Regions from separate parts of the Bicyclus anynana genome. Here region 2 is linked to region 1. Evidence: chromatin contacts called from public Hi-C data. All regions are on one chromosome and are shown on one strand. Each heading gives the region's core, a stretch centred on a gene start, on an enhancer-like site or on the middle of the called end of the contact. The rest is flanking DNA. Distances are from core to core; before and after follow the strand shown. Region 1 holds the start of LOC112057784 (homeobox protein abdominal-A homolog). Region 2 has its middle 6.9 kb from the start of LOC128198427.

The links. A called contact is a pair of places that touch in the nucleus more often than the background predicts.
Region 2: a contact with region 1 is called in a Hi-C map of whole larva, with 5 times the contacts expected there. The contact joins the enhancer-like site here to the promoter of LOC112057784 in region 1. A contact is called at or near these places in 2 of 2 Hi-C or Micro-C datasets (whole body and whole larva).

The regions. Positions count from the first base shown.
Region 1 is chr10:6,211,804-6,219,298 of ilBicAnyn1.1, reverse strand. It overlaps LOC112057784 (homeobox protein abdominal-A homolog), which reads left to right and starts at 4,057. Exons shown (of 3, transcript XM_024098330.2): 1 at 4,057-7,495. The coding sequence starts at 7,023.
Region 2 is chr10:6,267,390-6,274,884 of ilBicAnyn1.1, reverse strand. No RefSeq gene overlaps it. Among protein-coding and RNA genes, the nearest start is that of LOC128198427, 6.9 kb to the left of the region's middle. Within about 2 kb of position 2,819, at least 8 of the 8 cell types and tissues checked have open chromatin away from gene starts, as enhancers often do.

The sequences.
Region 1 (7,495 bases), core at 2,808-5,307:
AATATAAGCACTAATCCGAGAATGTGGTCATCAGAATGGGTGTTGATAACAACTGATAATAAGTTAGGTATCATTAAGTAGATACCTACGTACAAGTAAACAAACTAAAGCAGGTACTTATTCTATGTAACTAAAAAATAATTGTGCAAAAAAAATTGAAAATGGCTCTACCAATGCGGACTTTTTTCCAAATTTACATTTTAGCTTAATTACTTATATTATAAATGACTAGGTATTAAGGAGCTTACAAATAAGTACGTAGAAGCAGCATCGGACCTAGCTGTAGAAGATTTTATATTGTTACATAAAGTTACCATTAACGACATACGAATATGTATGTAAGTAGATATGTATTGTATTATAACAAACTGACGCTTACTGGACTGTCTTTTGTAAGATAAAAGACTAAAATCGTATTCTAATACCAAATAGATTAATTTATTAGACCAGTTTTTGAAATAAATCTGCTAACTTTTATCTACTCCAATTGGCATGACGACCAACAAGAAAGATTCCAGTCGTATTTACAGTCGTTTGTCATTTTGATGAACACTGTAAGTGACAAAACAAGTTTATATCGAATTTAAAAGCGTCGGTTCTATAAACTGATCGTTAAATCTCGCGGGCGATAGTTGTAAATTTTCCGAGGAGTTGAGCACTTTTACGATGGACACTTGCTCCACCCACCTGGGACTTTGTGGCTGCGAGATGGCTTCTATACATCGATCCTCTATAAAACAGGCCATCAGTGCTTGTCGGCGTTTCTTTTGTTATATGGGCGAAATTTTACACAGTCTTTAGTAAATTATTTATTGGCACGTACACTGTTATGTTCTGCGAGCGTGTAATCAAACACAGTCTAAGTTTTATGTTTTGTTTGTATCCACAAAGGTTTTTATACTAATGCTGAGCGCGAGGGAAGTTAGGCTCGCTACATACGTGGCGTGTTTTATCTCGGACGGTACTGAACCGACTAGATTTTGAAATAATATTGTTTAATATATAATATTGTTTAATCTCAAGTAAGTAAGATTTGATTTCCTTTGTTTTTTTGTCGTTATAAAAGCTTCAAAACTACTGGACCGATTTTAAAAACTCTTACACTAATGGAAAGTTACACTATCAGCGTGTAAAATCTAGGCTATTTTTTAGTCCCCATATTACAACGGGATTGGGAAATCTTCGAGTGAAACCGTCGGGTAATTGCTAGTACCTACTGCATGGACGGGACGGCGAAGTTTAGCTTTAACACATCTCGTCCCATCGCCGCCCTGTCCACGTCCTAACCCCGTTACGTATGTAGTGACCCTTATGTTCTTAACGAACAATGTTAGAGAAATTTGTTGGTATTAAACATACCGTAAATTTAATAGTTGGTAATTTTGCAAGAGAAACTGAAGTCGTTATCTATATCTGCCTACGTTGTATAAATATGTAGATAATATAATATACAGCAGGAGCATGTGCTAGACCTTCCTTCGATTAAAAAAATCGACGTTTGAAGGTTACTATGAAGCTATCTTGCAACTGAGGACCTCCCTCACAAACCCACATGATCCAAGATTTATACCTACCTAGTTGCCTATCGTAGGTACCTATATACTTACCGTAACATGATTATATAGTTTCGTTATATATAGCTACTCGTATATTTCGGCACCGTGATAGCCCAGTAAGAGCCGTGATAGCCCAATAGATATGACCTCTGTCTCTGATTCTTGAGGGCGTAGGTTCGAACCGGCCCGGGGCATGCACCTCCAACTTAGTTGATTATGTGCATTTTTAAGAAATCAAATATCACATGTATCAAACGTTTAAAGATAGGTAGGTACCTAAACATCCTGAGGAAACCTGCATACCTGAGCATTTTCTTAATTCTCTACGAGTGTGAAGTCTGCCAATCCGCGTTAGGCCAGCGAGGTGGACTATTGGCCTAACTCCTCTCATTCTGAGAAGAGACTCGTGCTCAGCAGTGAGCCGAATATAGGTTGATAACGATGAATATGTGGGCGCTGATACCACTCACGTCACGGAATGAAGACAGAGATCCACAGAACATCACCACCGATTGAAGAGTCGATTTAGCTTTTAAGTATTTTATCTAAATTATATCAAAATTTGCATTAAATATTATAATTTCTCAAATAGGTTTGCATTAAAACAACCATTATGTATCGGATATTGAAATTAGCTAAAACAAAGCACCTCATTTGTAAATGATAATTATTTTTATTGGAAAACTATTCTTATAAGTTTACTTAATCTAAATTCAAATTAGTTTCTTATGGTACACAGATGATCTCAGTTGTTAACGGATATAAATTTCTTTTATAGGTTAATAGGTTGATTAATTTACCTATTAGTTTTACTTTTACCTGCGGCTTCGTTCGTATTTTTTACAGTAAATGCTATTTTATTTCTAACTATTAAACATTCATTGTATAAATGGCTACTAGCTTATTCACTGATTTGGTCTTTATTACTAACCTTTTAAAATAAACATCAAATCAAGTGAGAAATGTCATCTACCAACTGTATGATATCCACGAAGGGTTGTCAGTAGACACCGGATGAATTGTTACCAAAAATATCAATTTCGTATAGGTATGACAACTAACATAGGTACGACAAAGTTACTGAATTAGCCTGCAGGACTATTTCTAGAAGATAAAACTGTTACCTATCAGTGGCGAAGGATGGAATTTAGAAGAAGTTAAGTCGACTCAAAGAAAAGGTAATTCATATAGCGTGATACAAACTCTGGGTTCTCAAATATCTAGATATCGTACAACAATGAATATGTACCTATAGATTTTTAAAGGTAACCCGGTGGAAATCGGCTTGCATGGAATCTTCGCCGTTGGTACCTATAGTAAGTTATCGGTAAGTAAGATAAAAGTAAGTAGTAGTAAGTAAGTAAGATAAAAGCGCTTGGAGGCGATTGGATCAGCTTCCACCTTCACACAGGAAATAAAACTATAAGAAATTGTAATTGTTATCAATTGTAAATTATAATACTGTATGACTTTTTCAAAAGAGCAACTGTTGAGTTTGTTGCCGGTATCTTCTCAGCAGAACCTGCCTTCCGAACCGGTGGTAGAATCTTTACAAATAGTCAAGTGACGTGTCAAAAGTGCTTGTAAACTGAGCCTACTTGAAATAAATGATTTTTGATTTTGATTTTGATTTTTGATTTCGGTCGGGTCTAGTCCGGTTATGAAATACCTACTGAGGTCTTCTTTTCTGAGAAACTTCAGAAAAATTTCGCAATCCGGTGTTGGGATGTTTGTGGTATCACAATCCGGTTTCTCGCAGAGCACGTTGTCCTGGTCATTATCATGAACATTTGATTCACAGTGGTTGCTAAAGAATTCAGCTTTAGCTTTAGCTTGGCCTTGAGCCTGTCAGGTGGACTGAGGACATCAAGCGAGTCGCAGAGATTCGCTGGATGCAGGCGGCTCAGTATCGTGATGTTTGGAAGTCCCTACAAAAGGCCTATGTCCTGCAGTGGACGTCCATCGGCTGATAGCCCGTTGAGCGCATTGGAGCAGACTGGTGGGTCTAAGCTCCATATCTCCTCTCTATTACGGAGCGAGGCATGAGCCTGTGGTGGGACGAGACCTTAGGAATAAGGGATATAGCCAATGTCACGAAACCTGCATACTTACCTACTAGAGAATTTTCTTAATTCTCTGCATGTAGTCTGCCAATGCGCATTGGACTATTGGAGCCAGCCAGGACTATTGGCCTAACTTCTTTCATTCTGAGAGGAGACTCGAGCTCATCAGTGAGCTAAATATGGGTTGATAACGATGGCACCCGGGAATAATGTATCTTTCTAACAGTGAAATATTTTTTTAAATCCGTTTAGTAGTTTAGGAGCCTATTGAATGCAAACAAACAATCAAATCTTTCCTCTTTATAATATTAGTATAGGTATTAGATAATTAACTGTACCTATTAATATAAAAGCCACTTGAAGACGAAGTGGCTGTTGCTTTAATAACTTAGTCCTAGGGATATAGGTGGATAGGTAAACCTAAAGATAATTATTATAATAATATTTTTCATAAATAATAACCTTTTATAGTAACCAACTTATATTTATAGTTTCCAATCTCTAAACCTACCTAGGTATACTATAAAAGTACAATAAAATAATAATTGTTAGTAAATAGTAAGTTTATCTGTGCCGACGTTAAACCTATTAAAAATTCAACGACGTGTCGATCTCTATAATGACCTCATTGATTTTCAATTTTATATACATTTTTATCTGAGTCTTTATTACACATAAGTATGATATTAATTACTTTACACATTGGATCGTAAAAATAAATCATTTGACAATAAAATAATCAATTACAGACCAATGGAAAAATGTTTGAATCGTAAAACAAATGACCTAAACTGTCCATATCGGGCCCTGTGTACGTTTATGGCATAAACATCACAATAACAACATAAAACCTATACTTATGCAATGTTCTACTGCCACACCGCCGTACCACCGACCTGATAAAGCTGAAAAGGCAAGTTAAGCCTATAAAAACCCTGCACTAAACACCGTCTAGCGATCAAAAATGTAGTAAATAAATAAACACGTCAGACAATAAACGGTTTTATTTAAATTGTCGTAAAGATTACAGTTCCACGTGTACTCTATGTGGTTACGACTTAAAAGGATGAATGAAATGCGTGAATGAAAGGACAATGTTTGTTGGAGAGGGATGAATGATACCAGTTCGACCACGTGGCCGGCGTAACACAGTTCGGTGCAATTCTTATTGGGGTTTATTATTGTTGCGTTCCAATTTGAATGGAGTATGTACTGCAAGCTTTCTTATCAGAATAGTTTTTTTTATTAAAAATTATACATTTTAATAGATTAAATGACCAAGTATTTTGTTAATATTGTAGCATTAGTTTAACAAATCAATATTTGTGATATATTACCTAAATTGATTGCCAAACGTTACAGTACAGTATTGAAATTTGATTAAGGTTTTTTTTGACAAATTAAATATTTGTTGTTATGTCTCATTATAGTGACTTTGTTAACATATCAAAAGATATATCTTTGTATTGCCACGTAATACGTAGGTACAATGTATATAGATACTAAACAACATTACCGACCTATTTAGGTTCAATAGTCGATTTCATGAGACCCAGAATTCCAGTAGGTCTCTATTGCAGTAGCTACTGAGAAAGGAGATCACAAAAAGATATGCTTTTTTTTTCCTAAATTCAGCGGCCCTACATCTGATCTTATAAGTATCTCCTAACCTATTAAGACGTCCTTGGACTAATGTATTCTTTATTACTTTGATAAATATTTTTTTGCTTCTTTGTATAATAAAAAATTATTAAAAAACATTGTGTGTTGTTATTAATTCACGATTTAATTAAAACTGTGGCAACCGCCATGTGAGGCTTGACTACTACGCCAAGCGTCATTCACTCTACAGTGTAATGCGACATGTGAATTGGAACGGTGGGTGAAAAAAAATCGAGACTATGAAAAACAAATCTCACTTTAAAATAAAAAATCTTTCTATAGTGATGTCAACTTATTGTCCTATCGTATTATGAGATATTGAATAGCATCCGTGTTTGCCCTTACAAACACTATCAGTTATATCCATATTGCATTATTATTGGTATTGCATAATTATTTATAGATAGGAATTTTTGCTACAGGTATGTTTGTATTTTTTTGTATTTTAATTTTTAGTCTTTTATTTACGGTTTAGAATTCGATATAACCTGTGATTTTGTCGAATAGACACTAGAATACGTACTTATAATTACAATTCTCATTTGAGAAATTTACTGAGGTAAAGATTTATAGAAGGTTTAATTAGGTTAAATTATCGCTTATTTTTTTTATAAAAAGTTTAAATAAAAAAAAGATATTTTCCATTATAACTAATTAAGAAGTAGCATAATGAATATCTTAATTCTGTTCTGTTTTCCTACAAAAAAAATAAAAAAGTGATTTATCTACTACCTAAAAGGTAAAGGGTTCGATCCCCTCTGGACTACTGTCGTACTATAGGTACCGTACTATACTTACAGTGTTGAACGGGAATATTGGTATAAAGATAGACTTTATACCAACGTTTTATTAAACAGTGGCAACTTTAATATTCTAAATATCTTTCATGTTTATGAATTATGGTAAAAATGTTATGCAACAACCAAACTTACTTCCCGGATCTAAAAGTGATTTCAAATTATCAGTAAAACAAAAAGTAAATATCAAATAATAGATACATGATTTTTATTGATACTTAGTAGGTAGACACAGGTACCAACATGACTTAATAATTATGGACCTTTTAATGTCAATTGTAAGATATAATTTTATATCGTCAACTAATATGCGGAGTAAAAGTGTGTATGTTATTAAATTATAGATAAATTGGTCATTTACTTTATAATAAGATTTACTTAACAGCCATTTTATGATTTTACCCAACAAACTATATTTATTATAAACTTAATACAAAATAATGAAAATAAGCATTCTCACTGTTGCTTTATTGTTGAAAACCATTCACTTTGACAGCTAGAAGTGCCGGAATGGTTTGTGATTGGCGGTGAATGTTCTGCACCGGATCACTATTGGCGTAGACGAGCAGAGCGCGGGGGTGCGCGGGGACCAGCGCCATTACGAACAATGGCCGGCGGAACAGTCGTTAGCGAATAGCTTTTATCTCTTTCTAATGTAAGCCACGCAGGTAGGAATTAATGAGACGGCGATGGTTCCGGCGCGTCACTCCGCACAATCAGTGCGTCCCGTTCGCACGCACGTGCTACGTTTCGCCGTCTCGCGTGCGGCGCGCGGCAGCGGTAACGCTCGCCACGACGGGAATTCAGAGTCGTAGAGCCTCATACGCGGGTCATAAACGATCCGCGGCCATACTAGAGGTGCACGCGCGAGAATCGATCCGAATCGCCGGCGATAAACGCATCTCCCGCGAGGCGATCGTCGCGCGCCGCGTCGCCGCCGAGCGATGAGTTCCAAGTTCATCATCGATAGCATGCTCCCCAAGTACCACCAGCAGTTCCATCACCAGAACTTGTTCGCGGGAGCCGGAGCTTCGCCGATCGAGGCGTCGTTGTCGTCGTCGCTGTCGTCGTCGTTGTCGACGTCGCTGTCGTCGTCGCTGTCTGGCGGGCTGGGGGCGGCCGCGCTGGGGGCCGGCTCGCCGGGTGCCGGGAGCCCACAGCGCTCGTCGTCGTCGTCGTCGGCGTCGCCGGGCGCGCCGGCGAGGATGTATCCGTACGTGTCGCACCACCAGCAGTTCGGGGGGTCGGTGCCGTTCCCCGCGGGCGGCGGGCTGGCGGACGACAAGAGCTGCCGGTACCCTGGGGCCGTGAGCGGCGACCCCATGGTGAACTACGCGCTGGGGCAGCACAACGGCGGCGCGGCGGTGTCGGCCGCGTCGGCCAGCATGGCGGCGGCGGCGCAGTTCTACCACCAGGC
Region 2 (7,495 bases), core at 1,570-4,069, 57 kb before region 1:
CCAGTGGATGATGTGGATGACATCTGCCTTCGATTTGGAGGGCGTAGGTTCGAATCTGTTCCGGGACATGCACTCCAAATTTTCAGTTATGTGCATTTTAGGAAATTAAATATCACTTGTCTCAAACGCTGAATTAAATACATCGTGTGGAAACCTGCATATCTGAAAGTTTTCTTAATTTTTTACGTACTTATGTAAAGTCCGCCAATCTGCATTGCACCAGCGTGGTGCACTAAAGCCTAACGTCTCATTCTAGGAGGAGAATCGTTCTGCGTGCACATGGGTAAATCAATGCTTCTACATTTGACATGACATTCTTTTTTAATTAGTATTATTCGTGACACAATCTTGATTATAATCAGTAGGCTACTAGACATGCACATTAATGCTTCTGCATTAGCGTTAAGGTTTGCGGCCTGTGCATATACCAGAAAATTCTTGTTACATAATTAGAATCATTCATGACTCTATTTGAACTATAAGTAGTTGTTTAAATAACCTATAAATCAATATCGTCTACAGTTAAATAACACATTGATGCGTCAGCTGCTTTGTTGCTACCTGCAACCTAATAACAAGAAAAGAAATTCCACAAAGATGCGTCTAGTTGCGTTACAATTTCCGGCCATCGTTCTACCAATCGAACAAAGATCCACGTGTTCGCGGCCTGATCTTACCAATTATAAGACTGCATTTAATATAATAATAATTATATATTAGTTTTTGATGAATAAATAAATCTTTATTCATCAAAAACTTCATATCACAAAATTAAGTTGCAGCCCTGCTTCCTGTACCTACTAGTTGTTACTGTAGCAGGAGGCAGTGTCTTCCCATTTTCAATGTTGCAGTAGTTTGATAAATAATTTTATATAGTTACAAATACAATAAATCATAAGAAAAAGAAAAAAAAACATGCAGAACTAAAGTAAAAAAAAATAAACAAAAATAGGAGTGTGTGTGTGTGTGTGTGTTTGAATCAAGCATTTTGATTGGATCGTGGCAGACGCAGCTTAGAACGCAAAAGTATCTAAAACATCGAAATACCCTATTACCTACCTACCTGATTTTAGGCAATGACCTGTTCCAGCATACAAAGTTTTAATAATTATGCGTATTAAAGAGTATTTTACTTTTAAAAAATTATAATGTAAATGTAACTTTTAAATTAAATGTTAAAAGTGGCGAAAGGTGGAATTTAAATGAAGGTAAGCCGTCCCAAAGCAAAGGAAATCATATACCTAGTTTAATACAAACTCCGGTTTCTCATAGGTATATTTAGGATACAGTACAACAATGTATAAACATGACTTTTTAAAGGTAACCCGACAGGAATCTGATTGCGTTAACACTTCGCGGCTGTTAGTATTTTAGGTTAGTAGATAAGTATGGAATCCCACAAAGCCGCGCATATCCTAAAATAGAATAAATATTATGCACACATATTTCTAAGAAAAGACCGAGAGAGAAAAAAATACGTAAAAAGTATTTAAAACCACATCCGCTGTAAATTATCAGTAAGGATGTCCAAGTCTTAGTATCGATATGTGCACTTCGATGCACTTTCAAAGGCAACCCTTTGATCTCGACTTAGTTATGGCGTACGTACGTAGCCGGCGATAAATTGCAGCGATTTTACTGCAAACATCGAATCAATAATTCTGCCAACGCGAATTATCTACATTGCAGCACATCGATATCGATATTTTATGTCGTCTTTATTGCGATACGAGTGAATTGTATTCTCTCTGATTAGCAGTGACAATGTGAAATCTTGCTATAGGTATAAAATATTCCTCCATTTAAAATATTTTGTTAAGTACCAATTTATATTGGTCTTAATTGAAAATGGAGAACTTTATCATTTATTTTTTAAAAGTGATTAGATATATCTCACTTTACCTGTTAGATATATTAATACCTACTTTAATAAAGCTGCTATATCGTTGCTAATAATTAAAATATTTTTATACCTACTGTGTTAAATACCTAACTCTAATACTAAATATATCTACTATCAACAAAATAGTAGCACGTCTTAGATTAAGTAATCCTAATACGAGTACCTACTATGTAGCTTTGGTTGTGTATAATATCTTAATATAGCTTTGGTTGGGTAAAAGTGTCTTACTTACCTACCTATTAATTATTCTTTTAAATTCTTGTAGGAAAAAAATCTAATAAGACAGCTTTCATAGATAACTATTTATTTATTTTATGTATTTACTTATTATTCTACAAAAATCATATATAAATTAAGCCTAACCATAATGCAACACAAACCACAGTTGGTTTTACTGTGCACTGGTTATTATTACATACCTAATACAATATTTAAGAAAAAAATAAATGACAAACAAAATGAATTAGATCAGTATATTTTGAAATAAACAGGCCCGTAGGAGTATAGAAACAAAAACATTATAAAATGCATTGCATAAATTAAAATAAAGAATTGCGTACTTTTATTTTATTACATTATAACAAAAAAGGAGATCATTTAATTTTCAAAAATATAAAAAGAGAGGTAAGTCAATACCAAAACAAGTGAAATCAAATAACTCAATAGAAAAAATGTCTTACGTGCCGCCATATCAGCAATCGTCAATAAATAGCACCACATTTATTTTAATTAAAAACACCGTTAAAGTAAATAAATATCATGAATTTCTGTAAAACACACGTAACTATAACAGGAGAATAAAAACTTGTTTGACATTTTAGGCCTAAACAGAGAAGGCGGCGGCAATGGGCCGACGGCCGCCATTTTGTGGTTGTGGCGCTGCCGTCGGTGCACCGCGCGCTCTCATTGGCCGAGTGACGTCACGAGCGCCATATCGGTCCACCATTGCTACGGATTCACAAACTTTTCTGCTCCATTAGGTTACACAAATCTAACTTCTAATGTTTAGGTAATAAAGTAAAACTAGTTGCAAATTTAAAAAAGTGTCGCACTTTATGCATCTATGCTCTTCGACCGGCATTCTTGTGCTCCAAGTTATCGTTATGGAACCTTTTAGGATGCACCCTAATCTGGTAAGGGAACATTTAAAATCCAAAGTGATAGACGACGACGCGTTAAGATATTTTGATGGCCTGCTGAGTTTAGACACCTAAATCTAACAATTGTAAAAACAATATATTTCTAAATAACTACTATTCTATTTGAATTTGTAAAGGGTTTATGATTTTAAAAACTTTATTATGGAATTCTATCGATTTATTATGTACCTACGTAGGTATTGGGGTAATCTTTTACTACTATTCCAAAAATTCATGAACAATTAAATTTTCTGAGTTTTTTCACAGTCGGTATTATAGACGTATTATCAACATAGATCATTTATTATATATCGACATTTATACCCTTCTACCAAAGTTATGTAGCTACTTATCGTAGTTTATCTACAAAACAATTCTATAAGACTGGTTCATTTAATTAAGAGCGTTATCGAACTAATCAAGGCATTTAATATATTTAGGGGAGAGGAGAATGGTGGTCCATCTAAAATCGGGAAAGTTATTGATAGAACACTTTTTCTTACAAAACTTATTGTTACAAATCCTTTAGAAAGTATGGTTGAGGTAATATATTTTTTTTTAATTTATAGGGAGTCGGTATTTTTCCCTGCGTACCTACTTGCTAATAGTAAGTTGTATTTACCTAATAGGTAAGAGTATCAAGAGTCTATTTTTGAGTAGATTTTGAAATAGATCTGATAGGAATCCGTATACCTACCTAGTGCATTATTGGTTGATAAATTCGGCGACGGTAGCAAGTTCGACTTGACTGTGTTAAAAACTATTTAGTTATGCAGACGTAGGCCGTAGGCCGTTTACGTTATTTATGTATCTACCTGAATTTCGAAAATTGATAACCTTGACCTCCATGTAACTTGGAGATTATGTTAAGCCGCTGTCGCTTTAATTATTTAATTATGATTAACATAGGTACATATTAATATAATGATAGAAGAAAAATCATCACAGCGAGCACATGTTTTTTTTATATTTGGAAACAAAGAAGAAAATAGAGGTAGATAGGTTACTTATACCACATTCGATGTTCACAACTAGCACACAGATATTTCAGCTGTGACTGAGCACAGGTTTGCTAATTAGCATAGTTTTAACGTGCCACTTGCAGTCTGCGTATAACCTACCTACCTCTTTTTTCTTCTAACATCATTGTTTGGAAAAGATTGGGATGTTTTTTTAAATGTAGGTATATAATGTAATTTGCTCTCTCACGTCAAAAAATATAATTTATTGTAACAAAATCACATGTCCATGTCCATGCGGCCCTAATGAAGTCCTGTCATATTTTTATCCTAAATAATTAAAAGACCACCGTGCGCCTTAACAACTGTATCTCTCTTTGTAACGCCGACAGTAATATTTTCCATTTCCTACAATTTATTGTTATAAAAATTGGAATGAAAATATCTGACGGGCGGGTGGGGTAAGCGCATCTGTTTCATTCTTTTTATTTATGTGATTGGTCTACAGATTAGTCCCATATATTTGTAATTTTTATTTGGAATCGCAAATTTATGGTTATTATCACCGATTCCCTTCGTTGGTTTCTTCATGCACCTACGTACCTATCTACCTGTTTTAAGATTTATATGTTTCATCAGCCCATAACTTAATTTTTTTTTGTTGGATACGAAACTGATATAACTACTAGTTATACTTAATAAGTTAAAAGTAGGTAGGTATATTTACATTGAAAATTAGAAGAAAAGTACGTAGGTAGATACCTACATTTACGTAGATACCTATCTACATACGATCTACCTAGATATTTTTTCTTATAGGTGTTCGTAATCCTAACTAATACTTTTAAAAATATAATAAAAAAATTTTTAGCTTTGACGCCTCAACTCAACCTATCAACCCAACCATATACCTAACTCAACTACCTACCTATCAATCATATAAAAACATTCAAAATCATAATCAGAATCATTTATTTGCAAGAAACAACATTTTGAAAAGTAGGTACAGGTACACACTATCGGGTGTTTCTACAAAAATGGAATTTGGTAGGTACGTCTTTATATTAATTAATATTAAAATAACTGTAACTATTTTATAACTCCATTCCGTACGATACAAAAATTTATTCAAAAAATTAAAAAAAAAAAAATAGTTGTTATTCAACTAACGTTATCAACATCTGAAATACCTATAACCACGGTTGTAACATCTCGAACGTAACAGCGGTTCCGTGGAGTTCATTGCACCGACTATTTTTACTCCACCAAAGCGGCTCTCTTATTCCAAAGACGCAAGAGCTACATTGGTGTTTGCATGCGTATCTATGTAGACGATCACAGATGCAGATATTCGTGTGACGTATGACATGGCCTTGACCTGACATGACGGATTCCGTCCTTGCGGGGTCGACGGCTTTAGATAGCTATGTAGGTTGCTTATTTAGCGTCTAGCCTTATCTATTGTGCCTACATTTACTCGATACAAACGTTACAGTTGGTTCTTGACGTAACTATTCAAATAGGTAACGACATGTGGGCATACCAACACTAGATACCTAATAACTAAAAGTAACTTTTATTTATTCAATGACATAATATTGATTATTTGAATATTGACCCTTTCGGAGGTCTTGACGTGGGATTTCTTTTGACACAATTGAGACTTGATCAAAACTTGTTCAACGAGTTAGCTACTTATAAAACTATGAATCAGTGGCGTAGCTTGCCTTGGAGGGGCCCTATATAAAAAATAGTTGGGGGCCGATTAGATGTGCGGCAAATCCCGAAAATCTCTTAGCAGTTTTTTATGTTTTTTTCTCCGGGAAGCTCCAAATTAAGAGAGATTGTGGATTGAATTTTACTAATTTTTGCTTTCAGACTTAAGGGGCCCCTGTGTTCCGGGGGCCCCGTATTATTGATACGGCTGACACTGATATGTTAAATAGACTTCTAGTCCTACTTAGTCTTTGACTTTAAAGTAAAATAGTTTAAATGTCTGCTTTAGAGGATCGATACGCGAAAAAATGGAATGTCGACCTTAGAACTGCGATAAAGCCAACCCTGTATTGAAAAACAGTTGGTTCCTAAACTAAATATTAGAATAGGTAAGTAGGTACATATTCGAAATTGCATTCAGATTCTGTAAACAAACAACGATCGTAAATCCGCCAATTCGCATTGAAATAGCATGGTGAATCTAAGCTTTTAATCTTCTTTGATTTTAAGAGGAAAGACCAGGTTATTAAAATAAATTGATGTAGATGAAATTAATACTACAAAACCATAGAGTTAAAAGGTTAAGAATCCTCAGCGTTTTAAGGATTCTTAACTTTTAACTCCTATTCTTTTTTCGAAGCCCAGTTAAATTTCAGTGTTTGAGATAATGATTTTTGTTAATATAATAAGTATTTATAGCATAACTTGAATGTATATTTTGTAATAGAGAACGTGTCTACAATCCTAAAAGACTGCGAAACCTTGGGGTTTATGGTAAATAACTTGGTATTTAGCATATTAAATTGCAAATGCGTAAATGCTTTCTGCAACATTGTATCTTATAGCTGTGGAGATAAAGTAAAGCCCCTTTACCTACCTATCTATTCATGTATACCTATTCATCTCGGCGTATCTCCACGGTTTACGTTGAATTTTGTGGCTTAGCGATAAGTATGTGTATAATACGTCGGTAGATATTAGTTTCCTCTTATAGAATCTTATTTATAAGAGTATACTTAGAATTAAGTCATTTGGATTTAATAGGTCTTTTGATTTTGATTTTGATTCACTGGATGCAGGTGGCTCAGTATCGTGATGTTTGCAAGTCCCTACAAAAGGCCATGTCCTGCAGTGGACGTCCATCGGCTGATATGATGATGATGATGATGAGGTCTTTTGAATATTACGTCATAGTCAACTATTGGAGGAAGTAATAGGTTATTACGTAGGTTATTTACTACCTAAAAGTTCTACTATACCTTACTAAAACTACCTAGGTATCCTCATATAGCTGCTCAGACTTTAAAGAGAAAAATGGAAATTCCTAAAGTACCTAATTCTTACATGGTAGTTTTAACAATGACGGACGATTGGTGCATTGAGTATGTACCTACTAAATAGAGACTGTCTACGGTATACAAAGTCGGCTAACACAAAAATCATCGGATTTTTAATCTTTGAAATTTAAACAGCTAATTTTAAATGAAGTGTTAAAAAAGTATCTATTTGTATCAACACTTTTATAAGTGCTCACAAATACGTATCCGTGCGAGGCTTAAAGCTGCATTTAATTAAAAAGAATATTCTGGACAATGCAATGCTCGTGGGTGTGACGTCTGCTTAAGAAAAATTATGGCAAAACACACTTCGTTCGTAATTGAGTGTGCTCTTGCATTGACTTTTAAATGTAATATATTTAAGAAAACTTTGTTCTTCAAAGGATGTAGAGAATAAATTAGTAGTATCGTAGTAAGTAATAAGTATACATGGAGTCGGAG